Linked DNA regions of Pan troglodytes: region 2 is linked to region 1. A link is a contact called in public HiChIP or PLAC-seq data. All regions are on one chromosome and are shown on one strand. Each heading gives the region's core, a stretch centred on a gene start, on an enhancer-like site or on the middle of the called end of the contact. The rest is flanking DNA. Distances are from core to core; before and after follow the strand shown. Region 1 holds the start of POLQ (DNA polymerase theta). Region 2 holds the start of EAF2 (ELL associated factor 2).

Region 1 (6,429 bases), core at 2,037-4,536:
AATTCTAAATATTATATTTAAAAAACTTTTAAAATTCATAACTAAGTTGATTAAAATCAGGGAATCCTTTGTAGGACAGAAATGTCAAACATATTCTAGAGGATTAAGAAAAGCACTAGACCCAAAGTTTTCCATAGTGATGCCTGCTGTTCCCCCTGGAGTCTAGAGCATGGATTATGGGCTCTGGGGGATAGGAATCTGTTGTTCCCAGCAGGGTGAGAAGTAAGATCTAAAATTCTTTGCATAGGCCAGGTGTGGTGGCTCACACCTGTAATCACAGCACTTTGGGAGGCCAAGACGGGTGGATCACTTGAGGTCAGGAGTTCAAGACTAGCCTGGCCAACATGGTGAAACCCCATCTCTACCAAAAATACAAAAGTGAGCTGGGCGTGGTGATGCCCACCTGTGGTCCCAGCTACTCGGGAGGCTGAGGCACAAGAATCGCTTGAACCTGGGAGGCGGAGGTTGCAGTGAGCTGAGATCGCACCACTGCACTCCAGCCTGGGCAACAGAGTGAGACTCTGTCTCAAAAAAAAAAAAAAAAAAAAAAATTTCTGCAGAAAGCCAAAACCCAAGAAAGGCAGCACTCTCAGTAAATGAAGCAGAGAAATATCTGTCCTGCAGATTGAGACAATAAGGATGCAAGCCTGCACAAACCTGACTCTGGGTATCTAGCATAATTCTACTACTTACATATTTTTTAAAAAGCCAAAGATTAAATTTAAAGTGATCCACAATTGGTATGTCTCCCAGGTAACTGGCAGAAGTATGTGTAAATTTTATTTGGAGGGGTTTACTCAGACCTTGAAGAATCTTTTTTTTTTTTTTTTGAGACTGAGTCTTGCTCTATCACCCAGGCTGGAGTGCAATGGTGTTGTAGCAGGATGAGCTGCAGACAAAACTTCTCAGACACCGAGTTGTAGAAGGAAGGGCTTTATTCAGCTGGGAGCATCAGTGAGCTACTATCTCAAAATCCAAGCTCCCCAAATGCACAGTTTCTGTCCTTTTTAAGGGCTCACGACACTAAAGTTTTCGTACGAAAGGATCGTGGTTGATTGAGCAGTCTAGGGGTATGTAACAGGGGTTTCATGCACTGGTATTCAGAAAGAAACAGAACAGGGCAAGGAGTTTCACAGTGTTCTTCTATACAATGTGTGGAATCTATGAATAACATCAGTTTCTAAGTTATGAGTTGATTTTTAACTACTGGGTTGAGGCCTGGCAGGCCCAGGCCTGGTTTCGGGCGTGGCGCCGGGCTGCTGGTCTTTGGTTTTACTTCCTTGTTGGTTTTTTTTTAAAAAAAAAACAAAAAAAAACAAACAGGTACTGAGTATAATACAATATAAAACAATATGAGAGGGTCTCTCTCTTCCCAATATGAGAGGGTCTCTCTCTTCCCTCAGTGTGATCCTGGCTCACTGCAACTTCTACCTCCTAGATTCAAGCCATTCTCCTGCCTTAGCCTTCCAAGTAGCTGGGACCACAGGTGCACCACTAGGCCTGGCTAATTTTTGTATTTTTAGTAGAGACAGGGTTTCACCATGTTGGCCAGGCTGGTCTCGAACTCCTAACCTCAAATGATTCGGCCTGCCTTGGCCTCCCAAAGTGCTGGGATTACAGGTGTGAGCCACTGCACCCGGCCTCCTTGAAGAATTATCACAGACAAAATTCCAAGGAACACGAGTTTAGACACAATACAGATGGAAAATGCTTCTGGTATTTTAATATTAGTTATTATGATAACTGTTAGCATAAACATCTTTAATATTTTTGAGAAATAGCCTTCTATTCTCCATTTTCAGAGTTTTTCTGAAAAAATTAGAAATGTTGAACATTTAAAATAAATTATATATTTTAAAATATTCTCTAGGCTTTTGGTAGGATGACATAAAACTTTCAATTCCTTTCTAATTATTTTTCTGATTTGATCATAGTTCACCTAATAATAAAAACAGAATAGCTTTGTAAGAGATTTTTCTAGTTTAGCCTTTTCCCAGCAAAATGCTGAATTTAAATTGGGAGCTATATTAGAACATCTAAATATTTTCTCTGAATAGTATTTATTATGTGCCGGCACTATTCTAAGTACTTTACACATATTGACTTACTCAGTCCTCAAAATAACCAAATAGGTTGTTACAATTATTATCTCTATCATACAGACAAGGACATGGAGGCACAAAAGGGTTACGCTGTAATCCCAGCACTTTGGGAGGCGGAGGTGGACGGGTCATTTGAGGTCAGGAGATCGAGACCAGCTTGACCAACATGGTGAAACCCTGTCTGTACTAAAAATACAAAAATTAGCCAGGTGTGGTGGTGCAGGCCTGTAATCCCAGCTACTTGGGAGGCTGAGGCAGGAGAAACGCTTGAACCTGGGAGGCAGAGGTTGCAGTCAGCAGAGATCAAGCCACTGCACTCCAGCCTGGGCGACAGAGTGGGACACTCCGTCTCAAAACAAACAAACAAACAAAAAATGGGTTAAGCAAGTTGCCCAAGATCTCACAGCTACTAAGTTTCAAACCTAGACTGACTGCCTCCAGAGTTGCACTGTTAACCCTTAAGTTACACTGCATCTGAGAAAGTTCTTTCTTGGCTACAATCTAGGGGTCTCTCTCTTTTTTTTTTTTTCTTTTTTTGAGACGGAGTCTTTCTTTGTCGCACAGGTTGGAGTGCAGTGGTGCGATCTCGGCTCACTACAACCACCGCCTCCCAGGTTCAAGCGATTCTCCCGCCTCAGCCTCCAGAGTAGCTGGGATTACAGGCACCCGCCATCATACCCGGCTAATTTTTTGTATTTTTGTAGAGACTGGGTTTCACCATGTTGGCCAGGCTGGTCTAGAGCTCCTGACCTCAGGTGATGCACTCATCTCGGCCTCCCAAAGTGCTGGGATTACAGGCGTGAGCCACCACGGCCGGCGAGATCTCTTTTATTTCTTTAATAGTACTCTTCATTTCTGCCCGAGCATATGGCACACTTCATTAACTGACTTGTTTAATGTCTGCCTTATTCTCTAGACTCTTTCTCTTTGAGAGCAGGAACCATTTTATGCCATTTCACTGCCATTTACCCAGTGGCTAGCTTACAGTAGATACTCAGTAAATAGTTGTTGATTGCGTAAAAGGCCAAGAGAAAAATGTTTCATTCACGGAGTAATGTCGCCATCTCGTGGAACTTTAGAATATTGTCATTTAAATCAAAAAAATGTTTTCACGGAAGGAATTGATGGTTCGAATGCTATTTTCCAGATTGTATTCGAGTGTTTTTTTTTTTTTTTTAATTGGACTGGACCTTTTGAGATTTTTAGTGCTCTAGAACTGCACAGCCTCTTCAGGTCAGGCTTAGGGCCTACTAGGTTTGCTTGGTGAAATGAATTATGCAACTAGGTAATGGATGGTCACCGTTTTACGTTCAGAACTCGTTCGCTTCTACCTTTACAAAAGGGACAACACAGATGCATTACTAAGCTCTTGGCTCATAACGATCCCTGGGGTATATTCAGAGCCCCTTCCTCGCGGCGTTCATACAGTGTCTCAGGGGTCTGTCAGCCAGCAATCCCCAATTCCTCATTACATATTCCTCACAATGCATGCTGGCTAAAATGGAAATTGTGTTCAGAAATAGCCCTGCCCTACCATCATATACTAGGAGAAAGGAGGAAATTATGCTCTATTAGAAACCCTAGGCTATCTTGCATAATGCTTCTCAATCTGAAATAATTTTTTACAGAATACCAATACGTTAAGAAGAGCTACTTCCCTGATCTACCTATTATGGGCAGCCCATTTTATGAAGTTAGCATGGCCTTCCTATTCAAACCAGAAATGGACAAAAAGAGAAGGAAGGCTTTTAGGTCAGTATGGTTATAACTATAGATTCTGTATTCTTCCTCTTTAATCTAGCTCTCATATTAACCAACCAGGACGTTGGAGGCCGGAAGTCTTAGACGCCAGCGAGAGCCGCTCCTTCCCCACGAGTCTATGGCTTTCGGGTTACTTAAGCCACGGAGAACTCTATGGTTCCGGGGCGGGCCGGGAGGTTTGAGTTTGAAGACTGGCGGGAAGATGCCCGCAGCTGTTGCCAGGCCAGGGTTCTCCCGAGAGGGAGGACGCTGGGACTGCGGCTTGCCCTGATCGGCCGAGAAGGGTTTGCCATGAATCTTCTGCGTCGGAGTGGGAAACGGCGGCGTTCAGAATCAGGCTCAGATTCGTTCTCGGGAAGCGGCGGTGACAGCAGTGACAGCCCCCAGCTCCTCTCCGGGTCCGTGCTGAGCCCGCCGCCCGGCCTGGGTCGCTGCCTGAAGGACCGCGGCCGTCAGTCGGCCGCAGCTGCAGGTGCTCCAGGAACCCGGGAGGCCGCGGGCAACGGGGGCAGCTCCGCCGGGCCATGGGTCGGGAGGTGTCCTCACCCCACGGGGCTTGCTTCGTTGCATACCCTATTGGGCTTCTACTCCCCTTCTCCGTGACTGGGGCCTGGTGTGGCAGGTCACTTTCTGTTCAGACATACGCGTGTTTTCAGTGATCGCCTGGTATTAATGTTCACGTGGCTTCTGGATCTTTCGACCTTTACAGAAACAACTTCCTAGTTAGCTTCATCCCATCATCTGTTGGGGGGCTCGTTCCTCGTAGTACCCAGTACTCCTTACAGACCCTTAAGACAGGATTGTTGGGCCTGGAGTACGGCACAGGCTGTTCGGCATCCAGGGGAAGGCTGGAAGGGATTCGTAATGAGATTGGTTGGGTGTCCCGTGGATGTCGACCCAGTTTTTAAAAATCGTTAGTTGTGCAGTCGTCATGGAACTAAAACTTACTATAAATAGAAACTCACCTAACTTAGCTTTGTAATGCTTGCATATTGCCCTCCTCCCCCAACTACACCCGTAATTCCAACACTCTTTATCTACTGTGTATTGCACGCTTTTTTGTTCGTTTGAGGCTTTTAAGGAATTTTTATTATATGCAGTAAATAACAATTTATTACTTTTCTATACATGGTCAATTTCTCATAAGATTCTTGAAGTCAGGATGTGCTTTAAAGAGCTTCATTTCAACACATAGGAATTCCAACACACGGTGAAGGGCTAACTGTAAAACTCATATATTAGAAGTAAATTAAATTTTAATTTTTTCTTTTTCCTAAAAGGAGAATGCAAGCCTACAGTTCCTGACTACGAAATAGACAAGCTACTATTGGCAAACTGGGGACTTCCTAAAGCAGTTCTGGAAAAATACCACAGTTTTGGTGTAAAAAAGATGTTTGAATGGCAGGCAGAGTGCCTTTTGCTTGGACAAGTCCTGGAAGGAAAGAATTTAGTTTATTCAGGTATCCAAATTTATGTAAACTAATTACTATTTTTAAGATATGAATGTAAAGAATACTCTATTGAGGTAGTTGTGGTTTGTTTAAAAGGTGAATGAGGCAGTGCTTTATAACTAGAGAAAATCGTACAATATGTGTGAAAAATGGAGTTTTATTATTTATATTTAAATTACAAAAGTTTTATTGTTTGACTGGGGTGGAGGGAAGCAAGAAAAATGACAATTTAAAGAGTGGGCAATTCTGCCTGCCATTATTCTCAACAAACATATATCCCAGTGAGTGTGCAATGGGAGATGTAAATCTGCCCTTCCCCTGTTTGATCCTGGTTGCTTTTCAGGGTATGAGCATTATCATTATATGTTTGTTAATTTACCTTTTTTTTTTCTTGAGATAGAGTTTGTCTCCAGGCTGGAGTGCAGTGGCGCTATGTGGGCTTACTGCAACTTCCACCTCCCAGGTTCAAGTGATTCTCCTGCCTCAGCCTCCCAAGTAGCTGGAATTACAGGTGTGCGCCACCAGGCCCAGCTACTTTTTTGTATTTTTAGTAGAGATGGGATTTCACTGGGTTGGCCAGACTGGTCTTGAGCTTCTGACAAGTGATCTGCCTACCTTAGCCTCCCAAAGTGCTGGGATTATAGGTGTGAGTCACCGTGCCCAGCTATAGATTGACCTGTTTGTACAGGGTTGTATATACAAACAACAAGTAATATACTTTATATAAAATTTTTATGGGTTTTCTTTTTTTTTTTTTGAGATGGAGTCTTGCTCTGTCGCCCAGACTGGAGTGCAATGGAGTTGTCTCGGCTCACTGCACCCTCTGCCTCCCGGGTTCAAGTGATTCTCCTGCCTCAGCCTCCTGAGTAGCTAGGATTACAGATGCCCGCTGCCATGCCTAGCTAATTTTTGTATTTTTAGTAGAGACGGGGTTTCACATCTTGGTCAGGCTGGTCTCGAACTCCTGACCTCAGGTGATCCACGCACCTCAGCCTCCCAAAGTCCTGGGATTACAGGCATGAGCCACCATGCCCGGCCCTATATGGGTTTTCATGGGCAACTATGGCATACACAATTTTTAACTCGTGCTTACTACACTGACTTTAAATCTAATC
Region 2 (7,266 bases), core at 1,212-3,711, 290 kb before region 1:
GGCAAATATTGTTCCAGGTTGTTTATGCTATCTTATTTAATCCTTACACAAACCATGAAATGTAAATATTACTATTATCTTTTAGCCATAAGAAAACTGAGGTTGAGAGCTTAGAGAATGTTCCCAAAGTCACATTATATATATAGGTGGTGGAGACCAGGATTCACATCCGGGTTTGCCTGAAGTCTTATATCAGACAGGCAGAATTGCTCCTGTAAATAAAGGCAGAATATTACTTTCTCTCCAATGACATTGGCTTGAGGGTTGGTTATAAATTAGGTCCCCCTTATCTGCATGAACATCAGCTTCATACTATTCTACAATTTTCAAACCTCACTCTGAGTTCTTAAGAGTGAGGATTACATTGGAAATGAACCTGTCCTCAAGAATAATAAACAGTTTTATTTAAATAAATCTAAAATGATTCTGTGCCATTACCACACCTGCTTCAACAACAACAATAAAAGAAAATAAGGACTGAAAACCTTTCTAATAGTTCTGTCTTCCACAGGACTAAGTGTGTATTCAAACATGTATGTTTGTTTATTTATTATTGTCATTATTGTTGTTTTGCTTATTTTTGTTTATTTTCATTCTGGTAGCTGGATCATCTGATCCTCTGACTTTCAAGATACTGGCATTTTCAGAACCTTTATAAATGAAAGGCTTTGAAGGACCTGCAAGATTATTTTCAAAGGCAATTTTTTATTCATTTAAATTGGGATTTGTGCCCTACATAAGAGAATATATACCCAAATCATATAGAAATATATTCTTAAGCAAATTTTTATAATCTTAAGCCCTTGTAACTTGAAAAATTAATATTAAGACTATTGCATACCTGAGAAGGAAGAGAAAAGGAGAGAGTAGATACTATTTGAGAAAAAGGCATGGAGAAACCAGATAAAGACGCATATCACACTTCCGGAAAATGGGACTGAAGAGAGAGAGAAAATGCAGAGCCAGCACGGCACTATCTCATCGTGGGGAGCTCTGGATGAGAAAGTATATGATAAAGAAGAATAAACAAGGGACACTGTTGAAGAGTTTCTGTTCACAAATATCTCACCCATTTATTCTACCAATTGGATGTTAATTTTGCTTTAAAAAAAAAAACCCTTTTAGTAAATATATTCTTGCAGGGTTAAAACCAGTGGTTCTTCATACCTTTACTTTGAGTAACTATAACTAAATTGTCTACAACTGAAATAAACTTTTGGGAGAATGTATGTTTTAATTAGTTGTTTTGATTGAACCACAGAACATTTCAGAGTAAAAACCATAAAGGTCTCTAAACAACCCGAGTACAGAATGACTGAGAAAGGCGGAATGATGAGATATTAAGGAAGGGCAAGGCTGGGGAAAGGAAGTGAAAAAATACTTACAGTTTTACCACAGAAAAATGAGAAGTTATAATTCAGTGATCTTGAAGTTTCCTTCCCGCTCTACAATTCTATGACAGTTGTTATGCAAAAAACGAATGTCTTACACATAAAAACTTATATGCTATATTTTCCTTCCTGGAATCTATATCATCCAACTGCTAAAGCAAAAGAGCTCCTTTTTCTACTCCAACAACATAAAAGAGAATAATTTATTAAAACTAGTTCCAGAGGACATAAAGAAAACCAAAGGGTAGAAATCATAGGGAGGTAAGCATCTTCCAAATAAAGAAATTAATAACACACCCTCGAATACTTTGATAATCAGTATTTGATAACTGAGTGAAATCTGGGGTCCAAAGAGATATACAGATCATTGGGATGGTTGAGAATTTCTCCCTTTGCAAAGAACACACCAAATAAGAACCCTCATCTGCCAGAGGTGAGAAAAAGTGATGAAAAGAGAGAATATTGCCCCACCAGCCTCAAGGCATTCAACTTCCCCGGCATTCGGTCCTTAGTCCCTTCCCATTTGTCACCTTATTATTTTCCTGTCCACCCTTGCATCATCCACCTGTCACGTCTGTCTCCACAGTCACCTCTACAGACTTTTTTTCACACTTTCCCTTCCTGTCTGCTGGTCTCAACGCTCTCTGTCCAGGGTTTACCCACATTTGCTCTACTCCGATTTCTTCCACCGACCCCCTAAGACTCCGAGCAGGATAGAGGATCGCGCTGCCTCCCCCCTCCCCGCCCCGTAGTCTCCAACAGTGTAAGGGGTACTGTGGGAACAAAACCCAGAGGGGTTTGTGCCTCTTCACCCCCATCCCGGGAGGCTCCCCCTCTATCCCCGGATGGTCCTCACTCACAGCGCACAGTGTGGAAGGCGCAGCGCGGCTGCTTCTCGAAACTCTCCCCTAACTTGAGAACCCGCTCGCGACGGTCTAGGTGTGAGAATCCCCCTGCGCTATTCATAATTACTCTCCTGCTTTGACTTTAACTCCGCCACCAGCGCTCACTATCTGCCACCTCAGCCTGAAGCAGCTGCACTTGATCCCGCCAGCCGTCACCCAGACTCCACCCCGCGCTCGACGCGCACCGCCCCACCGGGAGCGTCTCACGTTCTGATTGGCTTATTAGCAAAGGGCGCTCCGCCCCTTGACTCCGAGGCTCCTAGTCCCGCCTCCAGGCCCCTTCCCGCGTCGCGACGCACGCTGCCCCGGGAAGGCCGCGGCGCTGTAGTGCGGCGTGGGAGCCAGGTTCTTTAGTGGAAGAACGCGAAGCTAGGATGAGGTAACTTATCTGAGGTGGTGGCTGGGGAGGGAGAGGGCCCCAGGGCGCCTACCAGGAGGCCAGGACCCCAGGCTCCTGGACGAAGTCAGCCGGCTTGTAAGAGCTCTTAACGGGAGAATCGGCCTGCCCTCACGCCCACTCTGTAGAGATCTGGTGTGGAAACTGAGGCCTGGGGAGGTGCAGTGTCCAGGCACAGGGCCTAGTGTCTTATCCAAGGCCTGGTAGCGCGAAAGCCGGGTCTAGAATCTGGAGTAAAGGAGCCCAGCGGCCCCAGAATCTCGGTCCTTAGACTTGAAGCGACGCTGTTACCTCAGTAATCGTTTTCTGACCTTTTTGTACCAGAGGAAGTTTCTTGTGGTCCTAGGACTGGAGAAGGGGATGTGTAGTGGGGAGGAGAAAGAGGATTCGGAGATAGCAACTGCAGACATTTAGGATCAGCCGCAACAGGATCGCACTGAATTTCCTTTTCATTTATTTTCCTCACAGTGATCCGTGGAGGCAGTAACAGGCGCGGCGAGGGAGACGTGATTCCCGAAGAATCAAGGCTGGGCCGGACCCGGTGGCCTGGCAACAGGGTAGTAGCCTTAAAATAGATAAATAATTGTCTTTTTGTGTCAAATTTCATGAATTTAATGTAAAGATGGGAGAAGTGTTGAATTATAGGAGAAACACCCAAGAGAAAGTTTACAGATGGTTTCCATAACAGGTGGTTTTTCAGGGTAATTATGCAATCCAACTGCACTCCCTCACCTTCTGCCTTAGGCACATTTGTCTATTGATTTTGGGGTAGGTGGTTATGTCTCCTTCAACCTGTCTGTGTAAATCCTACCCTTTGAAGGTGTGCCGAAGCTGTTTCATATCGTAGTTAAATGCTTTAAGGCAGATGGTGGCTCTAGTTTGAACCCCTGCTTTATACTTAACAGTGTGACTTTGTGCCAGCTAATTACATTCTCCAGAGTTTAAGTATGCTCATTGTTCAAATTGGGAAAAAAATAATAGTACCTGTTCCTTAGAGTTGTTGGAATGATTAAATGAGTTAATACATGAAAGCAATTAGAACCATTCCTGGAGCATGATAAGAGGTCTCCAAATGGTTATTATTTAAGGCCCAGCTCTACACTTATACTACATTTTAAGACCATCTTGGTGGCTGCCTTCTCTTCTAAATAGAATCATTCTAGGAGGTAGGAATTGCTATTTTGTTTACAGCAAGAAAAATGGTTCAGAGAAGCCCAGTCCTCTGACTTTATGGCCTGTATTCTTATCTGTGTCATCTATTTAGCATTTAACATATATCTGATATTCTTAAGTATATTTTTTTGTATGTGTGTGTGTGTACACATGTACATAAACATACTTTTCTTTCCCAACCAGAACAATAGCAGAGAGTATGTCTTGTGTAGAATCTTTGCATCCCCTGCATCTACCATACTGCTCTGCACATATTTGTTGATGACAATAATGATTTAGTGATGTTTTATTACGGTAGCCAGGAGGGCACAAACTGTTTCGAGCCTATTTTACGTTAGAGAGGCTTCCAACTATGAATCTGAGCTTTCTCTATTGTAACAAGAGAAAAACAGAAAGTCAAGAAATTGAGGCTCAGAATGCCTGAGGTTTGTGCATTTACTCATTCTTTCAACCTGTATTTAGCAAATCCTAGTACGTGCCAGGTACTAGTCTAGCCACTGGGAATATAGTTGTGAACCAAAGATATAAGAAGGCAGCCAGCAAAGATGGTCTTAAAATGTAGTATGATGGTAGAACTGGGCTTTAATAATAACCATTTGGAGAGCTCTTACTATGTGCCAGGAATTGTTCCAATTGCTTTCATGTATTAACTCATTTAATCATCTCTAAGGGATAGGTAGGTTGCCCTCATGAAGCTTACCTTCTGAGGTGAATTTTCTCCAAACATATATTAAAATGAACTATGTTGTACTAGCTCAAGAATAGACAAACAGATTAAATTACTAGAAACTAAGTAGAGTCCAAAAAGATACCCTGTGTATGTGTATGTATACATAGTGCATGAAAATGTGACGTTTCAGATTGTTTCTGTTATGTCTATTCATAACTAGTTACCTTATGAATTTATGACTACTGTGTGCATTTTTTAATCCATCAATAACTTTAACATTAAAAATTAGATTCTTATATGACACCATTCACAAAAATGCCTTACTTTAGAAGATATGTAAGGAAAACAAAACCAAAAAAACATGAAGATTTGGAGAATGTTTTTTACCTCTTGGGTTAGAGAGGACCTTTCTAAACAGGACACAAAAGACAGATGCCATAGAGGAAAAGATTGTTATATTTCATATGTAAAAATTGTAAAAATGGCTGGGCGCTGTGGCTCATGCCTGTAATCCCAGCACTTTGGGAGGCCGAAGTGGGCAGACCACTTGAGGTCATGAGTTCAAGACCAGCCTGGCCAACATGGTGAAACCCCATCTCTACTAAAAATACAAAAATTAGCTGGGCACGTTGGCACACGCCTGTAATCCCAGCTACTCGGGAGGCTGAGGCATGAAATCACTTGAACCCAGGAGGTGGAGGATGCAGTGAGCTGAGATTGCACCACTGCACTGCAGCCAGGGTAAACAGAGTGAGACTCTCTCTCAAAAAAAAAAAAAAATTGTAAAATTATGGTAAAGACCCCATAGTCAAATTTGAAAAAATAAATGACAAGGAGAAAATTTTACAGCCAATATAAAAGAGAAAAGATTCCTATCCGTGTATGAAAAGCTTCTGCAAAAGAATAAGACAAACCGGTAGAAATATAGTCAAGGGATATGAATAGAAAACACATAAAAGAAATAATGGCCAGTGAACACGAAATGTGCCTGACATCCCTAATAATCAAAGAAATACAAATTAAAACACAATCATACCAATTTTCATCTAACAGATTGGCAAAAATGTAAAGGATCATGTGTATATTCATTGCAGTGTTGCTTGTAATAGCATACAGCTTGAGTGACCTTCAGTAGAGGTGATGTTTAAATATATTTTGCTGCATTCTTAAAAGGAAATGTAGCATAATGCAGCCATTTGGAAAGAATGAGATAACTATATGCACTCTCTTTGAAAGTTTTGTGACTATTATGTGCTGGGAGTTGCACTGGGCTTTCTTTAAGGTATTTTCAGCAAACCTGTCTTTTAATGATTTATATTGTACCTAATAAGAGATATATGAATGGAAAAACAGTTTTTGCTCTCACATCATGACAATCAACACAAAAGACTTCTGTGACCAAATGTGTGGAGTTTTCTTCCACCAACAAGCAAGCAATCAATTCTGCAGCGGACACCAGCTGGGTATCATCTAATTCAATTCTGACACTGTCTACTTGGAGATAGGGTCAGATCCCTTAGGTTTAGGGCTTAGTCCTGCAAGAGTGACCCCCATTTCTGATGCCAATTCAAGCCCTAAGTTGTTTTACCTGTGCTTCTGACTGACCAGCTACACATGAGGAATCCTATTAATACACACCTTGGGGTGTATTAATTTGCTAGAGGAGCTAACAAAACTGAGGGAAACATGTTTTCCAGTTTATTATAAAGATATTACAGAGACCCTGGGCAACATGGAGAAACCCTGTCTCTACTAAAAATACAAAAAATTAGCCGAGCGTCATGGCTTGCAAGTGTAGTCCCAGCTACTTGGGAGGCTGAGGTGGGAGAATCACCTGAACCTGAGAAGTCTAGGCTGCAGTGAGCCATAATTGTACCATTGTCCTCCAGCCTGGGCAACAGGAGTGAGATCCTGTCTCCAAAAAAAAATAAATAAATACATAAAAAATACTAGGATACAAATGAAGAGATGCATACTGTGAAGTATGGGAAGGGGCACAGAGCTTCCGTGTCCTCCCTGCCCGTGATATCCAGGAAATTCCTCCAGGAACTTCCACATGTTCAGCTATCCAGTAGCTCTTTGTACCCTATCCTCTTGAGCCTTTTATGGAGATTTCAATGGATAGGCATGACTGAAGCATGGACAATCATTTTGGAAATGTGATTGGACAAAAAAGATATGATCTGATACTAATAGACTGAGTGGGGAAACCCAGCAAGGCCTGTCTGGTCAGATTCTTCTTGGCTTCTCTGTTCAGCATTCCTTCCAGGATATAGGGCAAGACCCATTCTGAAACAGGGGTCTTATGACCTACAGCTAGACAAGATAGGTCAGAGAAAGGCAGGGATGATTAGAGTTCTGCTTTGGAGAGAAGGAGCAGGTGAAAGGAGAAGAGGAGAAAGTCAGAAATAGATTCTGTTTTCTGAGGCCTAAAGCACCCTAACATAACAAGACTGTAACAAAGGCTATGGGAGTTATGAGCCAGAAACTGTGGACAAAAACATATATATGTATATGTATATATGTATGTATGGAAATGATCACAGGCTCTATCTACTTCATAGCCCTGTTGTGAGGATTAGACAAGACAGTGTATAGTATATTAACATAGTGCTTAGCTTATATTAAACAGTTGATACATGTTAGCTTTACTATAAATAAGGAAATACGCTTTTATTATGTAAGGATATCTTTGAGCTTCAAATGCTTTAAAACTTTTTTTTTTAGAGA

Evidence for each region. HiChIP or PLAC-seq counts read pairs in DNA pulled down with a chosen protein or histone mark.
Region 2: a contact with region 1 is called in an H3K4me3 HiChIP or PLAC-seq map of stem cell-derived excitatory neurons, with 5 times the contacts expected there. The contact joins the promoter of EAF2 here to the promoter of POLQ in region 1. A contact is called at or near these places in 4 of 7 Hi-C or Micro-C datasets (blood, induced pluripotent stem cells and stem cell-derived neural progenitor cells) and 1 of 1 datasets of contacts at active chromatin or transcription factors (stem cell-derived excitatory neurons).

What each region holds. Positions count from the first base shown.
Region 1 is chr2:124,830,043-124,836,471 of NHGRI_mPanTro3-v2.0_pri, reverse strand. It overlaps POLQ (DNA polymerase theta), which reads left to right and starts at 3,286. Exons shown (of 29, transcript XR_010155309.1): 1 at 3,286-4,335; 2 at 5,144-5,323.
Region 2 is chr2:125,116,292-125,123,557 of NHGRI_mPanTro3-v2.0_pri, reverse strand. EAF2 (ELL associated factor 2) reads right to left here and starts at 2,461. Exons shown (of 6, transcript XM_009446276.4): 1 at 2,252-2,461. The coding sequence starts at 2,357. It overlaps IQCB1 (IQ motif containing B1), which reads left to right and starts at 2,451. Exons shown (of 15, transcript XM_009446271.3): 1 at 2,451-2,675; 2 at 3,162-3,250.